Regions from separate parts of the Gossypium hirsutum genome. Here region 1 is linked to region 2. Evidence: chromatin contacts called from public Hi-C data. All regions are on one chromosome and are shown on one strand. Each heading gives the region's core, a stretch centred on a gene start, on an enhancer-like site or on the middle of the called end of the contact. The rest is flanking DNA. Distances are from core to core; before and after follow the strand shown. Region 1 holds the start of LOC107930127 (glycerol-3-phosphate 2-O-acyltransferase 6). Region 2 holds the start of LOC107930147 (protein OCTOPUS).

The links. Hi-C and Micro-C count contacts between places; a contact is called where the count stands out from the background.
Region 1: a contact with region 2 is called in a Hi-C map of leaf, with 4 times the contacts expected there. The contact joins the promoter of LOC107930127 here to the promoter of LOC107930147 in region 2. A contact is called at or near these places in 2 of 34 Hi-C or Micro-C datasets (both in leaf).

What each region holds. Positions count from the first base shown.
Region 1 is chrA04:76,553,129-76,560,477 of Gossypium_hirsutum_v2.1, reverse strand. LOC107930127 (glycerol-3-phosphate 2-O-acyltransferase 6) reads left to right here and starts at 5,979. Exons shown (of 2, transcript XM_041111389.1): 1 at 5,979-6,801. The coding sequence starts at 6,184.
Region 2 is chrA04:75,764,888-75,772,534 of Gossypium_hirsutum_v2.1, reverse strand. It overlaps LOC107930147 (protein OCTOPUS), which reads right to left and starts at 2,888. Exons shown (of 1, transcript XM_016861720.2): 1 at 500-2,888. The coding sequence starts at 2,684. The coding sequence ends at 669.

The DNA.
Region 1 (7,349 bases), core at 4,730-7,229, 780 kb before region 2:
TGGCGGGGGAGGGGATACAACATGATGTAGCTTTACAGAATTTTTATAAGAAGCTATGGAGCCTTAACATTGCCAGCAAAATTAAAACTACAGTATGGAAAATAACTAACAACTATATTCCTACTTTTGATAATCTACAAAAGAGGAACCTGACGGCAAGTAATTGTTGTCTATCTTGTCTAGTGAAAGACTAGTCGATGAGCCACGTGTTCAGAGATTGTACGTTCTCAAGGCAAGTCCTGCAAGGTGTGGGGGTAGTTTTCTCCCCCACAAGTGAAGAACAAAGTTGGGAAAACTAGTTAGTTAATATGTTTATAAGTAGTAATGTGGATAAATGTAAACTAATTGCAACCGCATTCTGGGCCTTGTGGTATAACAGGAACAAGATCTACCATAATGGGGAAAGGCAAAATGTGGTTGGGCAACTGTCCTTTATTACTGCTCATAACTCAGAAAGTAACTCCTTAGAGAGGATAACAAGAAGTTTTATTATTAAGCAGGATAACAAACGGACTCCACTAGAAAAGAGACGTGATTAAAATAAATAATGATGCATCCTTTAATAGATTTTCTCAAAGGTCAGCTTTAGGATAGTATTTAGAGATAAGGAGGGGTTTATTTTGGCAGCATATGTGTACCCTAATGAATATGTGGCAGATCCAATGACGGCGGAGGCACAAGCCTGTCTTCAAGCTTTAGTGATGGCTGAAGAGTTAGGCTTCTAGAAATTGGTGGTGGAGGGAGATTCACTAACAACCGTAAAGAAAGCCCAGGAATTAGAGGAGGATAGATCTAATGTTGCTGCTCTAATAATAAAGGAGATTAAAGAGAGTTAAAGGAAGTTTGCGGAAATTATAGTTAGATTTGCACCTAGATTGGCAAATCGGATGGCACATGCAATGACGGAAGAGGGAAGAGAGTTTTCGGTGCTCGCTTATTGGATTGAGGAGGTGCCGATTAGAGTTGAGGAAGAAGTTGCAAAGGATCGAAGGGAGTATAGTGTTTGCACTGATGGGGAAGGTGGAAGGGGGGTAATGGAATTATCTGAAAGGTGAAAGGTTTAGGAATTCGTTGTCTCTTTTGATGGGATAAATCTTAGGGAAGCAGGACGATCAATTGGACTGTTTTTGGTAACTGACGATCAGTTTTCTTGGCAATGGAGGCTGCTATTTAGGGATTTGAATCGTTTCTTTTTCTAATTTTTTTTTTTTTTTTTGCTTTTGCTTTGGCTTCATCGGTGTGTTTGACTGTAATTTTTTTTTTATTTCCTTTGCATTTGTTTAAGGCTTTAATTAGGGGCAGCCATTGTTTCTCTTTTCTAGTAGAAAAGAGACGGTGTACATGCATTTCAAGAATTAATTGAATAAGAAACCGCCAGTTTATGGTAAAAGAAAACATAGAATTTATCTTGTAATAATATTTGATGCATTAATAGTGTATACATTCTATATATTATTAGTAAATAATAGTATAATACTTTATTATTAAATGAAAAAAATAAAATACTTAAAAGTAATTACTAATAATTTTATTTAAACATAATTAAATATTACTTGTAACTATTATAAATAAATATTTAAGATATCTCAAATTTAATGTCCTTAAGTTTAAGGCTTAGGATATTTGATTTAATAGTTTAGGGCTTACCGTCTAGAGTTTAGGGTTATAACATTTATTTATAATGAATTGTTATTTAATGTTCAAATAAAATTATTAAGAATTATTTATATGTCCTCCACTATTTTTTATTTTATTTAGTGATAAAAATATCGTGTTATTATTTACTAATAATACATAAAACTTAAGTATTGATGGTGCATCAAATATAGACTTGATCATGAGTGGGGCCAATTGTCTAAGCCTGAAGGTTTACCTAAAATGTGGAAGGGTTTGGCAAAAATATAGGCTTGGACAAAAAATATGGCCCGTTTTCTAAACGAGTCAGACCTCGAGTAAGAATTTTTTGCCTGGGCCTGGCTCGAGTTTGGCTAAATTTTTTTTTCTGTTGTTGTTTTGCTATTATTTATTGTTGTTTTACTATTATTTTGCTATTATATTATTGTTATTGTTTGGACATTGTATAATTCATATTTTATTGTACTATTTTAGAGATCTCTGTTTGCTAAGTTACAACTATTGTATAATTATTTTTTAAATGTATTTTCAATTTACTGAGAAACATTTATTTTAATCTTTTTAATGTATTATATTTTTTAAATTTATTTTTATATGAAAAATAATATTAAAAAATTAATGAGGGCAGAATTAAACTTGACCCTACCCATCATGCAATTTAGTTATATGTACAGTAATTCTATGTTGGACAGCATTACAATTGACAATACTTGTACAATTATAATGTTTGGATCTCTTTTAGTCATTCCTTCAATTATTTATTTCACCTTTTATTTTCATAAGGCAGAAAAATGAAGATTGATCATATTTCCAAACTTCTAAGAACTTTCGTATATCATATTTCCAATTGATGAAAATAGTGGAAAAAGACAGAATAATTAAGTAGAGTTGGTTAGAGAGGTTATCGGAGATGCCAAAAAGTTTCCAACCTTTCAACAACAAAAATCCTGCCACACTCTTTGCTAATGTGGTTTTACTTGCCTTTCTTAGCTGCCAACAAGACTTTGGATTTTGGTTGATATATGCCTTCACAAATTTTTATTTTTTATTTTTATAAATTTCCTTAACTCTTTAGTTATTTATATATCCACCTTCTCATCACAAACTTTACTTAATGCTTTATATTATATTAAATTTTATAAAACTAAACCAAACATATTGTATACTCTTATATAAATTTAAGGAATTATAATAAAAATATACAAAAGATATTTATAAAATTATAATAAAATGTATAAAATAATTATGAAATTTTAAGAAATAGTCCTTAATTATACTTGAATAGCATTTGAGATTTAGTTTATGTATTTAAAATTTTTAAATTTAATTTTTTATTTTTTCAATTTAAGAATTCTTACTCAAATCATTGTTACTCTTCATCTATATAATCGCGCACTCATGCCAACTTTAAAGCAAATCATTATGAATTTAGTAAGCTCATGCACAATTGTTAAGACCGCTAAAATTAAATTTTTACTAAAAATTAAACTTGTAGATAGCAATGAGTAGGGTCAAATCTACAGTTACCAAACATAATTTTATTTTTTAATTTACAAGAAAAATAAAAATAAAGTAAGAGGGTTTAAATTTGAAAAAAAAAGGGTAAAAAGAGATTGTAAAATAAAGGATAAGAAAATTAATGTAACAAAGCTCCAACTAAAAGTAAAATATCTGTTTAATTCAAGAGTTTGATCATCATTGTAAAGATGAATTTTAGTGTTTTTTGAGTTTGGGTTGTGAAATTGGTATATTATAGGCCCAAAATGGAGTTTTATAGTTTAAGTTATGATCAAAATACCGTAGTAGTTGTGTTGAAAGTCTAATCCGTAAAAACTTATCAAAATAAATTTTAAGTTCACTTTTCTCCAATTATTCACCTAAATCAATAATAAAATAAAATATAAGTTTAAATACTATAATTAATAGCTTAAATAGCATAATTGAAGGAAAAATATTACACATAATTAAGAACTTACGCACTTATCAACACATCTCATAGTCAACAAATTGTGATAAAAATTATTACCGTTATTAGTGAATGATCTAAAATTTTTATATAAAAATGTAAAAAAAAAGGGTAATCTACAAAAATAGTCACTTTTGTTTGCCCTAGGTTACATTTTAGTCACTTATGTTTGAAATGTTACATTTTAGTCCCTTATGTTATTATTTTGTTACGAAGTGATCACTCTACCATTAAGTTCCGTTATCTCTCTAACGGTAATCCTATGTGGCAGTCCAACTAGATCTTAGGTGCTAACTTGGATTTCTAAATGAGATGAAAATAGATTTTTAATTAAAAAAATTAATTAATTAAAATTTTTAAACCTAAACTTAACTAAAAAAATTGTTCAATCTCCTATTTTTTATTTTTCTTCCGTCTCTTCTTTTTTTTAATAGTTTTTTTATTTGACTAGAAAAACTATTATTAAGATCAAAATAGTTGAAATTAAATTGACCTCTTCATAAAAATGGATTCAATGGAGGGTTCAGGTATGTCTTCTTTGCATTCCTCTATCTCTTTTATTCAATACTGAAAAACAAAAGATTAAATTTTTTATTGTTTAATGAAATCCCTAAATTAAAATTCTTGAAATTAAAAAACAATTTCTTAGATTTTTTGGTAATCCACTTGAATGCCTTCAAAAATTTTAATTTAGGGTTTTTATTAAACAATAAAAAAAACTATTCTTTTGTTTTTCAGTATTGAATAAAAGAGATACAGGAATGCAAAGAAGACATGCCTGAACCTTCCATTGAATCCATCTTTATGAAGCAGTCAATTTGATTTCAACTATTTTGAACTTAATAATAATTTTTCCAGTCAAATAAAAAAAATCATTGAAAAAAGAAGAGACGAAAGAAAAATAGAAAAGATGAGATGAACAGTTTTTTTAGTTAAGGTTTAGGTTTAAAAATTTTAATTAATTAAATTTTTTAATTAAAAATCTATTTTCATCTAGAAATCTAAGTTGGCACCTAAAATCTAGTTGGACTGCCACGTGGGATTACCGTTAGAGAGATAACGGAACTTGACGGTAGAGTGATCACTTCGTAACAAAATAATAACATAAGTGACTAAAACGTAACATTTCAAACATAAGTGACTAAAATGTAACCTGGGACAAACAAAAGTGACTATTTTTGTAGATTACCCAAAAAAATTAACTTTTTAATTGCAAAAACTATACTTTATTATTTTTATACATGTTTTAGTATATAAATTAGCAATAAATTAATTCAATTAGTAATATTTAGTCACTATTGTGCCTTAATTTTATCAAAGAGAAAGAAATAATTTATTTTAAAAAAGTCATATTTTTTACTAGAATTTTTATTTATTTTCAAAATTTAAATTTAAATTTATAATAAGCAAACTAGGCATAAATATTTACAAAAATACAAAAAGTGACATTCTATTAAATATAAGGGGAGGGGTGGGATAAAGCCGCTCAAGAATCTGATTCAAATAATAATAATAATAATAATAATAATAATAATAATAGCCTATTAAGATTAAGGCAGAAGCCAATAATTTTGGATATTTTGCCATCCTACTACAAAAGTTGCGGAAAGTGAAGCCAAAATATAAAGCCCTTGAGCTACCTCCACCTGGTTCAACTGCATTACCCTTATCCCACCCGTTTTGAATTCAATGTTTTACACTCAAAATTAGCTATATATTAGTATACTTTTTCTTTTATCCTTACAGGCCTGGTTCCTTTTTTTTTTTTTTTTAGGATTAATGGCCACATGCTACCTATTTTTTGGTCACTTTCACTAGACAAAACTCTCATGCTAAATCAACAAATAATTATCATTGAATTAAATATTATATGACCCAAAAATTCGACGACAGACGGCTATCTTTCTAACCTAATTTCGGTAGAATTTATGCTTGGATTAAGCAATTGGGAATTTTTTTTATAGACTTGTCTGCGCAAGTAAAACAAGTAATTTACAACAAATTTGGCTGCTTCTTGTTGAAGTTATAGTAAAATACTAATACCCAAGAAATATGTAACAGGATACATTTTATTTTTGAGGTCGATTGAATGAAAAGTAAAAAGTGATATTTACATATCATTTATTAAATAAAATTGTTGATAAAACTTAAATCTTGATATTTATCGAATTTATCGGGACTTTTTACTCTTGAGAAAAAAAGAGAGGGTGTTTTAATAAGCGGCGTGGCCGGCGCCTGGAAACTAAAAAAGTAGGCTAATTGAATGAAATGATGGTGTTGGTGTCCACCTCCAACTACTCCGACCCCTCTTCACAACTGCCCAGGTTTATACGCAAAATACATGTATATATTTGTGTTGGTAAACGTTAATTACTCTATTTATTGATAACGTTTTTTTTTTATCAATGAGAAACTATTGGTTTTCCTTATGCTTTTCTTGGTCTCGACCACGGTTTTCTCATGCTACATAAAGCCAGCGAATCGCTTCAACAATATCATTGCCATTGTCTCTTACACTCCTTTATTTCTAAAAGGGAAAAAACCATTAACCCTCTTCTTCCTGCTTTGCTCTTCCCATAGTCATGGGGGCTCACCCTTGTTTTCAACCTGTTTCGAAATGTATCAGCGAGGGAAGATCAAATCAGACGGTGGCTGCTGATTTAGATGGAACCCTTCTTGTGTCACGTAGTGCTTTCCCTTACTACATGCTTATTGCCCTCGAAGCTGGCAGCCTGTTAAGAGCACTGCTTCTCTTACTATCCGTTCCAGTCGTGTATTTTACCTACTTGTTCATCTCTGAATCTTTCGCCATTAATACCTTCATTTTCATCTCCTTTGCCGGGTTAAAGATAAGAGACATTGAGCTGGTTTCCAGGTCTGTGTTGCCAAAGTTTTATGCAGACGATGTTCACCCCGAGACTTGGAGAGTTTTCAGCTCCTTTGGTAAAAGATACATTATTACCGCAAATCCTAGAATAATGGTGGAACCTTTTGCCAAGATATTTCTAGGAGCTGACAAGGTTATTGGAACGGAGCTGCAAGTGACAAAAACAGGCAGGGCAACTGGGTTTACAATTAAACCAGGAGTTCTCGTCGGAGAACACAAAAGGGCTGCCATCTTGAAGGAATTTGGCACTGAATTACCAGATTTAGGCCTGGGAGACAGAGAAACTGACCATTATTTCATGTCATTATGCAAGGTTCTTAATCACATAACAAACCCTTCCCTTTTCTTTACCGTCATAATAATTGAACTTTTCAAGCTGTTTCCTAAATTAGTATAGGTTCTTAAAACAGATTCCTCAAACATAATTATTAACTATGTGTTTACAAAAAGGTTGGTGAGAGTATTTATGCTCCATAAAGTTTTGTTTGATATTTCTCCTGATGTCTTTCTCAGCCTTTAGATAGCTGCTGGCTTTTTATAGTTACAACTTAAATTTCTAATGGTCCACATGGTCCCCTACTAATCTCTTCAATTTCGTTATACCATGATTAATGACTCGTGAAACTGAGATTGTCAACTTCAACATGCAATTTAATTTTCACATTTTCAGGCCATTGTTACTCCAATCCTATCCTTGTGATGTTCAATATGTAGTTGTAGCCATAGATATTGAAACTAATGATTCTAATCTTCGATTTAACTCTGTTTTTGTTATAAAACAAACTACCCCATATACATGACGCTAGCTAGTTTTAATTATGCATGGTCTAGCTCTTAAGTTGATGTGTTGTGTGTGTGCAG
Region 2 (7,647 bases), core at 1,639-4,138:
TTCATGCTTAGGATCCATCTCATAAAAACTCATTTCATAGTTACAAACAAGGCTTGCATGAAATTTTGTTTGATTCTTGTCCTGTATGGACTGATTCATGAGTCATGTCATAAATGAGAATTGGAGAAGATGATATGAAATTACAATGCTTTGGAGTCCAATTGTACAAAATTTCCAGATTTTAATAACAATAAAGTTTGAAAGTAGGCCAGCCCAGTAAAGCGAACAATAAGATTCAAAACTCATGGAAGTGGAACAACACTACATGACAAATAGCAACTTCAAGGGAGCATGCATGCATGCATGCCCACTTCCACATCAGTTCCCAACATGCCAAATGCCATGAGTAACATACTTCACCAACCAGCTATCACTCAACTCTAGGTGAGACAAAGAAATAACATAAACACAGCTTATCTGCATTCTCTATGTTCAAGCCTTTTCTGGTAAAAACAGAACAGAAGAAAGGGAAGACTCAAAATGTTGAAGAAAATGTGACTAGAAACAAGAAAACATATTGTTATTTCAACAGTGAAGGCTAAAAATGTTCAAGAAATGCTTTTGTTTTAATCTAACCAACCACCAAAATACAGAGGCATGTTTGGTTACATAACAAGTGCAGCAAAATTAACATTAAACCAAAGAAAAACAACTTATGAATCTAAAATTCAGTACAACCTTAGTAAGGTCCTTGCAATAGAATGTGCATTGCTTGCCCTGGTTTTGCCTGACCCACCTCTCCGGCTGGCGCTCATCGGTGCCATGTAGAACCTTAACAGTCCATTATCAAAGTGATTTGGTGAATATCTTGCACTCCTGTTCCTTTCCAACACAAAATCATCTTTTTTCTTCTTGCTATGCCCATTTGACTCAACATAGTTCTTCCTTGCACCACTAAATGATCCTGCACCGAAACTGCTAGAATTCCTCCAGCTTACGCTGCTATTGCTCCTCATTACCTTTGGATTAAAACCTCCTCTCACATCTCCATTCCTTTCCCCTCTCAACTCAGGCCAAGATTCTGAATATGACCTCTCCACACCGTTAGCTCTAGAATACCTATCTTCATCCTCATCTTTGTTAACACTCTTCCTGTTAATAAAGCCCCAAATGTTCCAAGCTTTACTCCACCTCCGCGACTTCTTAGATGACTCTTTCTGTTCCCCATTCCCAATCACAGATGCATTATCTTTGAAGCCAATCTCAAAAGTGTCTGAATAATCATCCCTCAAAGAATTTGAATCCCTGGAATCCCTATCAGGAATGACAGGCTTAGGTCCATGGGTGTAATCAACAGTTGCAGGGGAAACCTTTGTACTAGAAACCGACCTCATTTCCTCCATTTCAGCCACTATAGCTGCAGCAGTCTTCCTACTAGAACTGGACCTGTCAAGACTTTTTCTTCTCCTAGAATCAGAATAATAATCCCTTGTTTGAGCTGACCCTCCAGGAAGCGATTCATCCTCCTCAGTAACAGAATTCATAGCCGTCGGGTCCTCCACAGGGATCTGAGTATCAGACCTCATAACATGATGAACTGGAGCATCTTCCGCAACGGAAACCATTGTGGGCATTCTTGGGAACATTCTCCCCATCAGATATCCATCGCAGGAAGCTCTTGGTTCATCAAAAGAATATCTGGGATCATCACATGACATTCTTGCTGCATCAAAAGACATCCTTGGTGCATCAAATGACATCCTCCCAGCATCAAGGGAAAACCTTGGGTCTGTATCACAAGACCTTCTCCCGAACCCATAATCCGCAATTTCTGACTGGGTTTCTCTGTATTGTCTCCCTATGGGCTTCTCCACTGGCAATCTCGCTGACCCACATCCATTTCCCCTCTTTTTAAGTTTTTGTTTTTGCCTCCATTTTTGTAATTTCTTGCTGAAGACTGAAGCAGCTGACCAGAAACTCCCAGCAATCTCTTTGAGATCTCGTCCAGAAGCGTTCTTTGTTTGCGAATCAAGATCTATATGATCCTTCATGGGCTTCAGCTGCTCTTCTTGGCACAGTTCCTTTTCGTATTCTTCCACAATTTCTTCAACTTTCTCTTCTATCAAATTCGTAGCAGAAGCAGCCACATTGGGCGGTTGTTCTTCTACGATCACTATGTCGTCATTGTGATCGGTTTCACTCTCAGTTTGGTCTTCTTCTTTGCTTTCAAAAACAGGACCTTGACCAACAGTCGAAGAAGCCAAATTTCGAGCTTCAGCTTCAGCAACTTCAGAAGACCTCCCGTTTGCAGTTGCTTCTTGATGAAAGAGTGACCAAAGGGTGTTTCGAGCCCTAACGTCACAAGATTTCCTCTGGGGCTCAAAAACACCAGAGAAACCCTCGTTTTTCGAGGCCGAAAAGGACTTTGTTCGCCGGAGCTCGGGAAAAAACCCGGACTGTGTACCACCTCCTCCGGAAGGCTTGAAAATGGCTTTAAGTGCAGCGGTGGCGGTTGAAGTACTGGCGGCGATGGGAGGTTTCCGAGAAGAAGAAGAAGCAGAAGAAGACGAAGGCTCGAGAACAGCGAGACGTTCGTAGAGGCATGAGGGGCAAAAGCCAGTAAAATGCTCTTGAGGATGGCGGTCACAGGAGGTAGAAGGACGGTGAGGCTGAGGCGGTTGTGGCGGCGGTGCTAACCCAGGAACTGGTGGCTCCACGTTGGGATTCATAACCGGTAGTGGCATGAGAGGAGCGCTCTGCTCATATTAGTAGCTTCAGTCAGAGAAAATTAATAAATTATAAAATTATAAAATAAAAAAATAAAATGTAAGAGAAATTAGTTTTTGTTTAATTTGGTTTTCCCCTTTCCCTCTGGGATTGGGCCTTTCAATACTGTTTAGCTCCAAAAGACAGTGACAAGAAAGAAAGAGAAAACAGAATGATGGTAGTAACTGGAAAAAAAAATTAGAAAATAAAGATAAATAGTAAAAAGAAGAAGACATAAATAAATAAATAAATAATAGAAAATCTCGGCGAGTGACCCATGACACGTATACTTTAGTTAGGGTTTTCCACTTAAATATTGTAAAATATTTAATTAAAAGGGATAAAACAATTTTTAGTCCCTAAATTTAACTATTCTTACAACTTGGTCCTTAAACTATTTTTGGTCCACATTAGTCCCAGAACTTGGTAACTTTTTTTCAATTTGATCCCAAGGTGTGATGACATGACACTCTTAGATTGTACTATATCATCACTTGAAAATTTTAAATATATATAATTAAAAAATAAAAAAATCCAAGTAGCGACGTGGAATAATCTCAAAGTGTCACGTTGACATACCTTACTTGAATCCAACTTTAGGGACCAAATTGGGAAATTTGCCAAGTTAAAAACTAATGTGGACCAAAATAAATTTATGGATTAAGGTGAGAAAAGTTGCTAAGTTTAATGACTAAATGTTGCCTTATCCCTAATTAAATCTTAAAATAGGTTTCTTCAAAAGTTAATTCTCAAAATGTGTTTTTAGGGTTTGAGTTTTGTAATATGTAATGTGCCATCAAACTTTTTGCATCCCATTAGAATCAAGACAATCATTATGAAATGATTAAAAAAGTACCTATAGATATGAAGTTCACCATAAATTATTTAAGTTTTAAACTATAATAATATAATGTAATTTTGTAAGGATATGGATAACACTTAAATAGAACTTGACATCCGTAGGTGTCAAGGTCTTCATGGCTTTTTTAAATATGTAAATAGTAATCTATATCCGATTATTTGAAAAGAGAAACGAAACTTTGAATACACCTCACCACCTCTTTAAAAAACTTCTAAATGAACCTAACCTTAAAATCTATAAATATTCCATCCAACTCATTAGTTTTTTTAGAAAACCCAAAATATTCGTTTTATACATTTTATACTATGATACATACTTAAGATTTTCTAAATAGATGTTTTCAATCATAAAATGATATGTCACTCAAAATTTTACAATAATGGAGGATTCTCTAATGGTTTATTGTCATAGTAATATGGGAGTAAATCCACTTGATAGTAGAATCATTCATCACCTAATAGCCATTGATTTCAATAATGATAGCCTTGGAAAGTTATGTCCATTTCGACATTCATCTCTCTCTGATTGACTAATGGAGACCCGAGACTCATACATTTTATCTCTTATACAAAAAGTAACAATAACGTTAGAAGATGTGACATTACTAACCATAAGTCTGATTTCTTTAGACTTTGAGTTAAGGTCACATGGTAAAATAGTTGATTTAAGCATCTCCCAATGAATCCAGCACTTGAAGATATTGAACATCATGCTAGAACTTACATTTTTCACTTGATTAGAGATGTGCTGATGTCAGAATAATCTGACAACTTAGTTTATACCATATATCTCCCATTATTATATAATTTTAGAATGACGAATACGTACAGTTGAGGGTCTGTTGTTTTGACATGCCTATATAGAAGGCATTATGTAATGCATGTAAAGTGGGGAACAATAAAGAAACTAGCTCCTTTATGATTTTATAATCATGAGAGATGTCAAATATCATGGATTGCGCGTCTATGCCTTTTCAAAATCTTAGTGTCTCTCTTGTTAGAACATAAAATTCGCGACATATGTTATAAATTAATTATATTCTAAATGATTAAGTACTATCATTTCATATTTTAATAGGTGGCCTAAGTATCATGACCATACAACTTACTAGAAGAACAATATTGTAGCAATACGATTATCTATTGATATTGAATCAAATATTTTAGTAATATATGTGTTATAATAATATTTATTTACTATAATCAATATTACCTTATAATTGAATTTAAATGCATCACTTTTATTAGTTTTACGATTTGTGTAGATATCATACTAGGTGGAAGAGGTTACTACCATACTACTAGTTGAAGCAAGTGTGCATAATAATGTTTTTAACATGTGCACATCATTTATATGCTTCTCTTATATTAAGTGGCATTAATTTGATTGGGTTTATGATAGTTTGAGTTGTCCAAGAAATTTTGACAAATCCAAAGAACATTGAAAGTATCATGTTATAGGTTTGCATACAAGGATGGAGAATATTGGGCTATTAAACATGCCATGCACATCACATATTGTACCAATCGTCTTTAGCATAGCCCACAAGTTGTATTAATCATGGATGATGATTTGCAACTTCCACAATTTATGATAAACAGTTTAGGACCAATGGCAAACCATATGTGTATTAGATGGAACAGGCTCCTGCACATTAGATTCAACATCCAATTTTGCAACATCAAAAGAGGGACATGGAAGCATGGGGCAAACTTGTTGAAGTAGGCCAAGCCAAAGGAAGGAGAAATTTGAAACTTCATCATGAAAAATATTGAGGCATCAACAAAGTTGTTAAAAGGTGGCATCAACAAGATGAGGGCTAGCCATTTCTAATTTGTATCGTACTAATGATCGAGTTAAAAAAATTTCAAGTACGAGTGTAGTTAAATGTGGAGTATTTATTAATTGATTACGACATTGAGAAAGACATCAAAATTGAATTGAAATAATAATAGTAAATAACTTAAAGATTGAGTTTCAAGGAAAAGAGAATGGACATATCAAATGTGCGAGGATAGGAAATGATGTCATTAATGGTGGAGGACTTGAGAAGTAATAAATCATGGCTTAAAAATTAAATAAACCAAGACCTTGTATGAAATTAAGCCATTACTATTGTTAAGTTAATGGAGAGTAATGATATTAACCATGGATTTCCACTAAGTCAATTAACAAGAGATCATGTCCATTGAAAATGATAATTATGTATTAATTATAATTACTTTATTAATGGATTAAAAAATAAAAAGAAAAGATATTCATGTTTCCTACCCTTATAAATGTTGCTCCCTAGCAAAATTGGAGAAGAAAACTTTCATGAGAATTCCTTGGTGTCGTGGGTAGTTCTTCAAAAATTTGGTAAGCTCCCTTTGAATTTTAGTTGATTAATAACTTAAGATGGTAATTATGAGTGAACCCATTCATTTAATTGTTGAATTTAAAAATAAAATGCAAGGATGGCCATGGTTGGAACACTTAGAAAATCTAGGGAGATAAAGCTTGGTCAAGTATGTCTAATGGTTTTAGACATTTTTTTGGTATAACTAAGTTCAAAGTGGTGTAGGTAAGCTATGGATGAAGCTAGATTAAGATTTTGACAAAAAAGGTTCATGACACCATTATTGGATGCTTGAAGAGCTTGTGAGAAAATGAAAAGAACTTTGGATTTAAAACATGTTCATGACACCCTAAATGGCCATTTGAAGTTAAGTACGCATATTGATTGTGTTAGAGTTGTATGACCCGAAACCCATCGCTTGTTAAAGAAATAACCTTTGGACTTTTCGAATTCGTACAGGAATATACTTTTTCTATTAGAAATTGATTATAATAGGATTGTTTAACCTTTAAATAGATATAGTTGAACTCTTCTTATATTGTGTGTTTTACAACATAGTGAATTTCTTCTCATCTGCCCGTGATTTTTCCCGATAGGGGTTTTTCATATAAAATTTATGTGTGTTTATTTTTTTTCTTATTGCTTTGCTATCATTCCTACTTCTATTATTAACGTTGATTATAACAATGTAGTATCAGAGCCAAGTTTCTTGTCTCGATCATGATAATGGTGACATTGAAGTATGATATTCTGCTGTTGGATCACAACACCAGATTTGCATTGTGGCAGGTAAAGATGCAGATAGTTCTTACGCAAATAGATTTGGAAGATGCGTTGCTAGGGTGGATAAGATGCCTTCAACATTAGCACTTGAAGAAAAGAAGTGCAAGGATCGAAAGGCTTTATCATAATTACATTTGTATCTGTCAAATGAAATTCTACAAGATGTGTTGAAGGAGAATCATCGCTACATTGTAGGTAAAGCTAAAACAACTATGCATGTCAAAAAACCTAACTAGGAAGTTGCATATGAAATAACATCTTTATCTCATCGTTTGGAATAAGTCTTTGTAAAACACTTAACTGTGTTTAAAGAAATTGTCCTAGACTTAAAGGCTATGGAGGTTCAGTAAGATAAAGAGGATTTAGGGTTAATCCTACTTTGTTTGTTTCTCCCGTCTTATTCAACCTTTAGAGATACGATTTTATATAGTTGCGAATTTCTCACAGTTGATGAAGTCTATGATTCTTTAGTCTTGTATGAAAAGATGAAGCATCTTGTGGCTAAGTTCAACTCTCAAGGAGAGGGTTTCATTATTCATGGGGGACAAGAACACAATATTAGTGATCATCGATGGAGGAAACATGAACGAAATCCTGGCAGTAAATTTAGAGGTAAATAAAAATCTTCAAACAAATGTAACACCTGTAATTTTTGCAAATATGAAGAGCACATTAAGTCTAAGTGCTATAAGTTGCAAAATAAAATCAAAGTGAATAAAAAGGGAAAACAACTAGAACAATTTGGTGAAGCTAATGTGGTGGAAGACTATAGCGATGGTGAACTCCTAATTGCTTCTGTTGATAACTCGAAAGTAAGCGACGAGTGGATCCTCAATTCTAGTTGCACTTTCCATATGAGTCTCAATTGGGATTGATTTGCAACATATGAAAGAATATTTGAAGGTATTATTTTGATGGGACATAATGTTTTATATAGAATTGCAAGTATTGGCACAAT